2 separate regions of the Mus musculus genome follow, and region 2 is linked to region 1. The links are chromatin contacts, called in public Hi-C maps. All regions are on one chromosome and are shown on one strand. Each heading gives the region's core, a stretch centred on a gene start, on an enhancer-like site or on the middle of the called end of the contact. The rest is flanking DNA. Distances are from core to core; before and after follow the strand shown. Region 1 holds the start of Disp3 (dispatched RND transporter family member 3). Region 2 has its middle 39 kb from the start of Disp3.

Region 1 (4,014 bases), core at 588-3,087:
CACAGACTCCAGCAAAGGAAAGTCAGGAAAAGGAACGAAGGCGGCCAGAAAGGATGATGGACGGGAAAGAGCAAAGGGTGTGCATTTGAAAGATAACCCTGGGAAGGAGAACAGCCAGCAAAGAGCACTAGCAAAGATTGCAGACCCTGGAGGCAGAAGATATGCCAGGAAGAGGTCTGAGTGGTCATGGGGGCGAAGAGTCTGAAATGGACACTGAGCTTCAAACCAAGACTGTAAGGCGCCTGCCTGCCTGCCTGCCTGCCTGGCTGGGCTGCTGCCCGGAGCTTCCCTTGAGCCTAACAGCTGCTTCTCTCCTTTTGGCAGATACTCTGATTCGGGGAGGTCTGCAGTAGAAGAGGAGGGGGCTGATTGAGCCTGTGTGTTTGTGTGTGTGCACGCCAGTGTCTGTGACCCACACAGCCTGAGCTCCTGCATGTCATGAGGTATCAGCGAGGGTCCTAGGCAGTGGTCTCTGGTGTCCGGTTTATTTTAGCATCCTCCAGCGAGAGCGTGAAGAGGGATGAGTCCTGGCCCACAAACTGGGGCTTGTGGGAAGATTAGGCTTGTCCACGTGGGAGTGAATCCTGGGTCTCTGTGTGCATTGTGTGCGCCTACGAGCCACGATGGGAATATATTTATCAGAAAGGAGTGTGGATTTGTGCGTGGAGTGTTCACGAGTGCTCTATACATAGTGTGTGTGTGTACTTCATTTGTGTGTGGAGCTTGGGGCTGGTGGGTTCAGTGCGCTGTCCGAGGTACTGACCGAGAGTGCAACCAGACTAGCACCCGCACCCAGACTCAGGAAGCATCCCTGTACCAGACAGAGATCCAACAGAGGAAGCCTCCGGGGAGGCGTCTCCTAGGAGAGTTGGGAAAAGTCCTCCCAGCGGCAGGGCTAGCTCTCGGGACTCGCCGCCACTCGTGCTGGTCATCTTTTCCTGACTGTGCTCCACGGCTACTCAGATGCCACCCCATCACAGTCCTTATGGATGTTCTGGGTCGACCCAGGGACCCTCTAGCGCTCCACTTCCATCGCCTGCCTGAGCTTCAGAGGTCCTGGCTGGCACGCAGCGGCACCTGCAGCGGGTTCACCGCAGCCCAAGACTCAAAGAAGGTCCCACCAAGCGCGTGAGTGCGCTCAAGTAGGGGGCAGCTACAGGGGCCATCGTTACCTTTTCCTGTTCCCTCCCTCCTCTGAAGTCCCGGCGGACAGCCGGATTTGGGATGGCTTCAGGCTGACGCTCAACTTTTATGAACCCAGACAGACACCTACCGAGACGAGCAGGGGTATGGAGATAGGGAGCCAGGATGATTCTGGACATTAAACACGCTCCCGCAGACCGAAGCTGCAGCCCGTCCCCAGCGTGTTGGTGCAAGCTTCGGGGGCGCAGGGACAAGCTCTGAGATCTGAACTCTGTCCCATTAGCCGGCTTTCTCAGGGCGTTGAGGCCGGGGGTGGCCTGAGAGCGAGAGAACTTCCCGCACTCCCCCCTCTCCCCGCCCCCAGACCGGGCGCATGTGGCACGTTAGACCCTTCCCCTCTCCAGAGTAGCGCATCCCCAGTCCCGATGGCGCCCAGGGGCAGTCTCACTCACCTCGCTGGCTGAGCCGAGCTAGGCTGATACACGGGTGCCGCAGGGGTTAAGGGGCTTCGGCCACCCCGCGGCGAACACTTGTCCCTTGAGGGTAATTTCAGGAGGAAAGGTCCTCAGAGCTGTAGGAGGCCAGCGGCCCCCAAGCTCCGCTCGCTGGCGAGCAGACCGCCGCCAGGTCCGTGACAACTACGTCCCCAGCGCGCACGCGAAGCACTCGCCGCCGCCGCCGCCGCCGCCGCCGCCGCCGCCTTTTATCTGCTGCCCGCCTTTGTTTGGGTCCCGGTTCCTACCACGGGGTGCGGGGGTGTCCCGGGCAGCCTTTAGAGTCGCGCCTCCCCCCGTCCACTGGCGCCTCCAGCATCAGCGCCTGCGGGCTCTGCGTCACCGTCCGGCTTAGGCTTGCTCTCCGCCGCGCGCTGCTGTCTCCCGATTCCGCCGCCAGGCGCCGCCCTGGCTGCCGCTCCCCCTGCGGGAGCCGCGTGGTGGTACAGCCAGCTTCCCGTGTTGGCGAGCAGGGACTGAGCACAGCGCAGCGACCCCTGGGGGTCAGTCTTAGTCTCTGCAAACGGACCTGGCCATGCCCCCTACTGGCCCCCGAGGTTTCTGGGCACCCAGGCCTTTCCCAGGCGTGCGCTCCTGCTGGCTTCTCTCAGCCCCATCTGCCCAGCCTTGGCACCTCACCAGCCTGCTGGACACTCGAGGGCATCCCCGGGTGCCCTCCGGAGGTGGTTGCCAAGCCCAGGCGCCTGGCACCATCTCTTCCTCCCTCCTCTATTCACCTCTCTGGCAGCAGAGCCCAGAGCTCTGCCAGCCCCTGGGACCAGGCACTCGTCCAGTAACAGCAGAAGGTCCGCCTGACACCCCCTGCTGAAAAGATACCCAAAGAAGAAAGAGCCTAGAAACCAAGGCTATCCCTGGTTTCATTTCTCTTTCAGTGCTCCAAAGACATTGGCCTTGATGTCACCCAAGGAGAGCCAAGGGAACCCTCAAAAGGACCTGGCGCCAGCCTCCCGCTGCAGGAGGGACATCACTGCCGGCTGAGAGGCCACCCAGATGATTATGACACGGACCAGGAAGATAAGCATGTAAGCCACAATCTTGGCCTTCAAGAAGTCCCCATTCTATACAAGAGAATGCAGGATCATTATGAAATAAAAATACCGAAAGCCCCTAGCTCTTTGCTGTGTAGCCCATGCCCCCATCTATATTTTTGAAAGAGGAAACCTAGGGGCCTGGGAAATGGCTTAGCAGGTGTTTGCTGCCAAGCCTGACAACCGGAGTTCAGTCTCCAGGGCAAACTCACTTCTGCGAGCTGTCTTCTGACTTCCACTCGTGCCCTGTGGTACACATGCACATCCCCTCCAAACACACATGCCATACATACATACATACGTACATACATACATACATACATACATAGTTTTAATTAAGAGGGCAGTTTGGGAGTTCTCTGAACCCCTCTCACTTTGGGGTTCTACAGGAAAATCCTGTACCACCCGTCCAGCTTTCTCAAACACAGTCCCTGGGGACTGCATTCACTGGCTGGCGGTCAGGTGGACATTTAGCTACTTATGACCCTGGATGCCCCGGAACTCATCTGTGCAGATGCAAATGACCAGAGCCAATGTTTCTACCCAGGTGTTCTCGTCCCTGCACCACATACTCAGAAATGGTTTTTCAGGGGACCCACTGGCCAGCCATCAAGCCTGTCAGAAGATCTGCAGTGAATTCATGCCATCCTGAAGACATTAGGGTTATGAAATGCTCCTGGCAGGAAGGATCCAAGAAAGGGGAGAGAGAGAGAGAGAGAGAGAGAGAGAGAGAGAGAGAGAGAGAGAGAGAGAGAGAGAGTATGAATAGATAGATAGATAGATAGATAGATAGATAGATAGATAGATAGATAGATAGATAGATAGATACTAAGACCTAGAATGGCGGGTGTGTATATTACTGCCACAGGAGCAGAAGCCCAAAGTGGTACTCTAGATAAAACAGCCCCGAAGTGCCTTGCAAATGTCCAGCTCCACCCAACATATCCCAGGGGAAGGCAGAGAAAGAGGAGCCACGGGGGAGGGTGGGAGGAAGGAGAACCAGGGTAATATTTGTTTCTAAGGGAGCAGTGGGAGACACAAAGTGTTCCCAAGCCCAGCTGAGAGCAGAGGCTGCTTTTCTTGGTGAATGGCTCAGTTCTTCTCAGTTTGTTTCAAGGAGCCTCCTTAAAGATTCCCCCCAAAGTCCCTGTGCTGTTCCCTGCAGTTTGACAGAATCACAGGACACCCCATTTGTGTTCCTAGGGTGCTGTGCCTCCCACCAACTCTTGCTTGTTGATATGACCTCCATTCTCCCGGGAACTACATTTAGTAGATTTGATATGGGTCCTGATTACACTCTCCCTGCTTTCATTCGAGTCATTTCTCCC
Region 2 (4,014 bases), core at 1,102-3,601, 40 kb after region 1:
CTGCTCTGTTTCTCCTCCTTTTACTCCCTCTTGTTATTCCTCTCCTCCCTCCTCTCCTCTTTTAGCTCCCCTCCTCCCCCCTCCTTTTCCATCTTGCTCTCTTTGTTTTCTTTCTCTCTTTCCTCCTTCTCTCTCTCCCTCCTCCCTCTCTCCCTCCTCCTGCCCAGGGGCTGCTCCCACAGCAGCCCTCACTTTGCTAAATGTACTTATTCTCAGGGGGAAGCAGGACCAAAGAGTCCGTCTCCATGGCAAAAACAGGAAAAGGAACAGCCCTAGCAGGGGCAAGCATCTAATTGGGCAATGTTTGTTTCTGGGAACAAGCAGAGGCCCTTCTTCCAGACTATAGGAAAAAAATCTTGAAGGAATAACAAACATGCAACAGGCACTGCCTGGCACAGCACAGCGCTGTGCTCAGAGGAAAGTGGGGGGGGGGTGTCCCACCGCACCCCAGCCTGCCTGTCTCCATCTCCCGGGGATGCTGGCTCTCAGGCTCAGCCATGTGGACCTCAGACCTCCACCTCCCACCTTCTACCCCAGCTCCTCTCCCATTTAATCCTGCAATCCAGGTTGCTCCAGCTACAACACTCACAAGACCCCAGCCTGCTGCCAGCCTGGGGGCCCTGCTTAACGTATCTTCTTTCTCTTGTCCTTTTTTAACACAGCAAGCTATCTTCTTGTTCAGTATGTATATCCTGTCTCCAGCTATGAGACCAAGCAAGGCTTGGGGTTTGTCTATTTGGGTGACTCATGAATCACAAACTCTAGGCCTGAGGCCAGTCTGGCTAACCCCAACACTGTTCGGATGCAGTGGGCTCTAGCAGCTGAGGCCCTGCCTTGTCTAGCTGGAGTGACCTAACCATGCCCAGCTTGCTGTGGTGGTGCTGTCCCTGTTGGCCTGGAGTCAGACAGACTCATCATGAAACACCTGTCACCCAGTCCTGAATGACTCTGAGCAGTTACCAAGTCTCAGCCCACCTCGGTTTACTCATCCAGGAAATGGCACCTTCCCCTTAAGTGGGGGAGGACTCAGGGAACCATGCTCTTGCCAAGCTAACTTTGGACGTCACCTACACTCAGTGGGCACGGACTTTTCTTAGCACCTTTCCTAAAGGATATGGCATCACTGTGATGACACTTTGAGTGGTCCAAGTCACCACTGAGATCTCAGTCACCAGGTCAGTGGGTGGGGCTAAGCTACTGTGAAAGGTCAATTTATCAACTTTGGGCATGCCTGTGGGGAGGATTGTCACGTTAACTCATATAGGAAAACTGACCACTATGGGCGGCACCATTCCTTGACAGGGATCCTGGAGTGTGTGCTAATTGGCAGTAGTGTGCATTGCTTCCTTCAGATGTAACTGTGACCAGCTGGTGCAAGCCCCCGCTGCCTTGAACTGCGATCTAATATAAGTGCTGTCTTCCTTAAGTTGCTTTTCTCAGGGTATTTTATCACCACAACAGGAAGCGGAAATAAAGACAGTGACAGCTGAGTCATGTGACTGAGCCACGGAGACAGCTCAGCCAATTCAGGAGGCCCCAGCAATGTTTCCTCATGACATAACCCTGAGTTTCCCACAGTACACAGGATTTGCTTCCGGTTTATGTCACAGTGTACACACTTGAAATTGCTGTGGTACACATCAGTGGATCAGACAGTGGGTAGGATCACTGTAAAGAAGGCTGCGCTGGGGCACAGGCTTCCTGTTCCCGTGCACAGCAGAGCTGGCCAGGGAAATGGAAGGGGGTCTCCCAGCCTGAACCAACCTCAAAACTCAACTTAGGTCCCCAAAGAGATCAGGAAGTTGGAGTAGGATCAGGTTCCAGTAAAGGTATGCATGTTCAGACAAGACCATCCTTGGAGATTTCATGGACTAAGAGAGTTCGTGTCCGCAAGCAGCCGTGTAAGAGAAGCCGTCTCTCCAGGGTCCCATAAGCCCTTTAATGACTGGCCTTCTCTTCTGACTACAGCCATGAAGAGGGCAGGGTTCCCCCTCGGATCCCCTTGCAGAATCCTGTGGAGTCGAACTCTGTGTGTGTGTGTGTGTGTGTGTGTGTGTGTGTGTGTGTGTGTGTGTGTGTGTGTTTACTACCTCGGGAAGCCTGAGACTCTAATCAGCATCATTGGCTAATCAATGCCTTCATTTTTCGCCTCTAAGCGGCCAGGGAAGATGGTCATTAAATACTCTTGTAGTAATTCAACAAATCACCGCCTTTTACAGCGTCTGAGGGAGGCAACTCAAGGCGTGCACCCAGCCGCTCTGCTCGCTCGCTCCTTACAGATGTCTCCAGCTGCCTAGCGGATCTCCACAGCCGCTGGGAGGGGCACCGGCGTGCAGCAAGGCTGTGCGGGAAGCAGGGCAGCAGACCTCCTGCATGCCAGGAGGGTTTCCCGGGAAAGCACTTTGAAGGAGGGAGGTCTTAGGGGGAGTTGGGGGAGGACCAGCTCGGAACTGATGAATTAAACATTAGCCGGAGCTTTCTAAGCAGCTGCTACCAGAGAGGATGTTTAATTAATAAAAACACACTCCAGGGGAAGAGGGAGGCTCCAAAAACAAAATAACCAGTCAAGACAGGCAGATGCCCCCTCGCCCAGGGCCTGAGTGACATGGCCGCTCACACCTGACCTCAAGAAGTGGGGGTGAGGGGAGATGCCTCTTCTTGGCCTCAAAGTTCAGGTCTGGGCTAAGACTGTCCACCTCATGGGAACTCTGGGCCTGTACCAGAAGCCTATGGTTGATGCTGTCTTCATCTCTAGTTACTGTATGATCCTGGCAAAGTCATTTCCCACTTCTGGACCTTGGGTTCTTCTCCTACGGTTCCCAGGTGGGGTTCTAGGGAGCTACAGTGCTCCCTGGCAGTGTCTCAGAGAAACCTTGGGTAGACGACATGCAAGTTTTTGAGGTTCTGAGCCCCAACCCCCACTCGGACCAGAGCAACTCTGCTTTGCTTTCATCTGCAAATACACCGTGCTTCAAGTAAGATGTCCTTTGAAGAAAGAACACTGAGGATTTTTCTGAAAAAAAAAAAATGGAAACTAATGGCTTAGATGTTCTCTCCTGTCTCTTCAGGAGCCTGGGCCTCAAAGTGGAGCCATCCCAATTGGACAGTCAGCCAACATCAAGCAGGAGGAGACAGCTGGCCTGTACCAGCTGCCAGGGCCCTGAAAGAAATCTAAAGAAGTCCTAACTTATTTCCAGGAGCTTCCAGCCTGCTATGGCACATAGATGGCACACGCACCATTACTTCTGTTGTCCACAGCAGACATTACTAATCAATCATAGCCCTCTCTCCTCCAAAGATCATATTACACTCACATCCTTTCTCAGTCTGGCTGCAACCAATCAGTTGCAAGTTCTAAGATGCCCCTCCCCCATCAGTCATCTACTTTTCCTCTAACAAATAGAAGTTTACCAAGGTGCTATGGGTTGCAGGAGGGAGAATCTCACAAAGTGGGAAAAACAAACAAACAACCTGCTCTATAGAATGGAGAGAAAGAGGCAGGCAGGAGCTGCACCACTCTTTGAGAAGCAGCATCAAGAGATGTTTTGGTTTTGGTTTTTTTGTTTGGTTGGTTTTGGTTTTGGTTTTTTTGGTTGGTTTTGGTTTTGGTTTTGGTTTTGGTTTTGGTTTTGGTTTTGGTTTTGGTTTTGGTTTTGGTTTTGGTTTTGGTTTTGGTTTTAGTCCAGAATAGTAGAAGCCAGCAGAGGGGAGCCGCAAGCCTGTTGATGTGTGGATGCTGCTTCCACATGGGCTGCTTTAAACAAGATTTCCTTTTCTAGAAGGGAGTTGAGATCGGTGAGCCTGCCACGGAGACTATGCTCTTCTTCGGCCCTGGTCAAACACTGAGGAAGGTATTGTCTCTATGACCTTCTGGCCTTTATCCCTATCCTGGTTCCCTCTCTCAAGCGTCACGCTTCCCCTGCCTGTGTTCTGCCTCCTCGGTCCAGACAGCTCATCCATGCCAACCTATATCTATCTCAGCACTGGGGAGGCAGAGGCAGGCAGACTCTGAGT

What was found. Hi-C and Micro-C count contacts between places; a contact is called where the count stands out from the background.
Region 2: a Hi-C map of cerebral cortex shows a contact between it and region 1, with 2.0 times the contacts expected there. The contact joins the enhancer-like site here to the promoter of Disp3 in region 1. A contact is called at or near these places in 2 of 39 promoter capture datasets (hippocampal neurons and macrophages), 12 of 484 Hi-C or Micro-C datasets (the N1E-115 cell line, cerebral cortex, cortical glia and 5 more), 8 of 115 datasets of contacts at active chromatin or transcription factors (astrocytes, embryonic hindbrain, embryonic midbrain and 2 more) and 3 of 9 other capture datasets (adipose tissue, liver and pancreatic islet).

The regions. Positions count from the first base shown.
Region 1 is chr4:148,286,128-148,290,141 of GRCm38.p6, forward strand. Disp3 (dispatched RND transporter family member 3) reads right to left here and starts at 1,838. Exons shown (of 21, transcript NM_001083342.1): 1 at 1,596-1,838.
Region 2 is chr4:148,325,135-148,329,148 of GRCm38.p6, forward strand. No RefSeq gene overlaps it. Among named protein-coding and RNA genes, the nearest start is that of Disp3, 39 kb to the left of the region's middle. Within about 2 kb of position 2,352, at least 55 of the 459 cell types and tissues checked have an H3K27ac peak or open chromatin away from gene starts, as enhancers often do. A contact at or near this core is called in cerebral cortex, cortical glia, cortical neurons and 1 more, where this site is marked.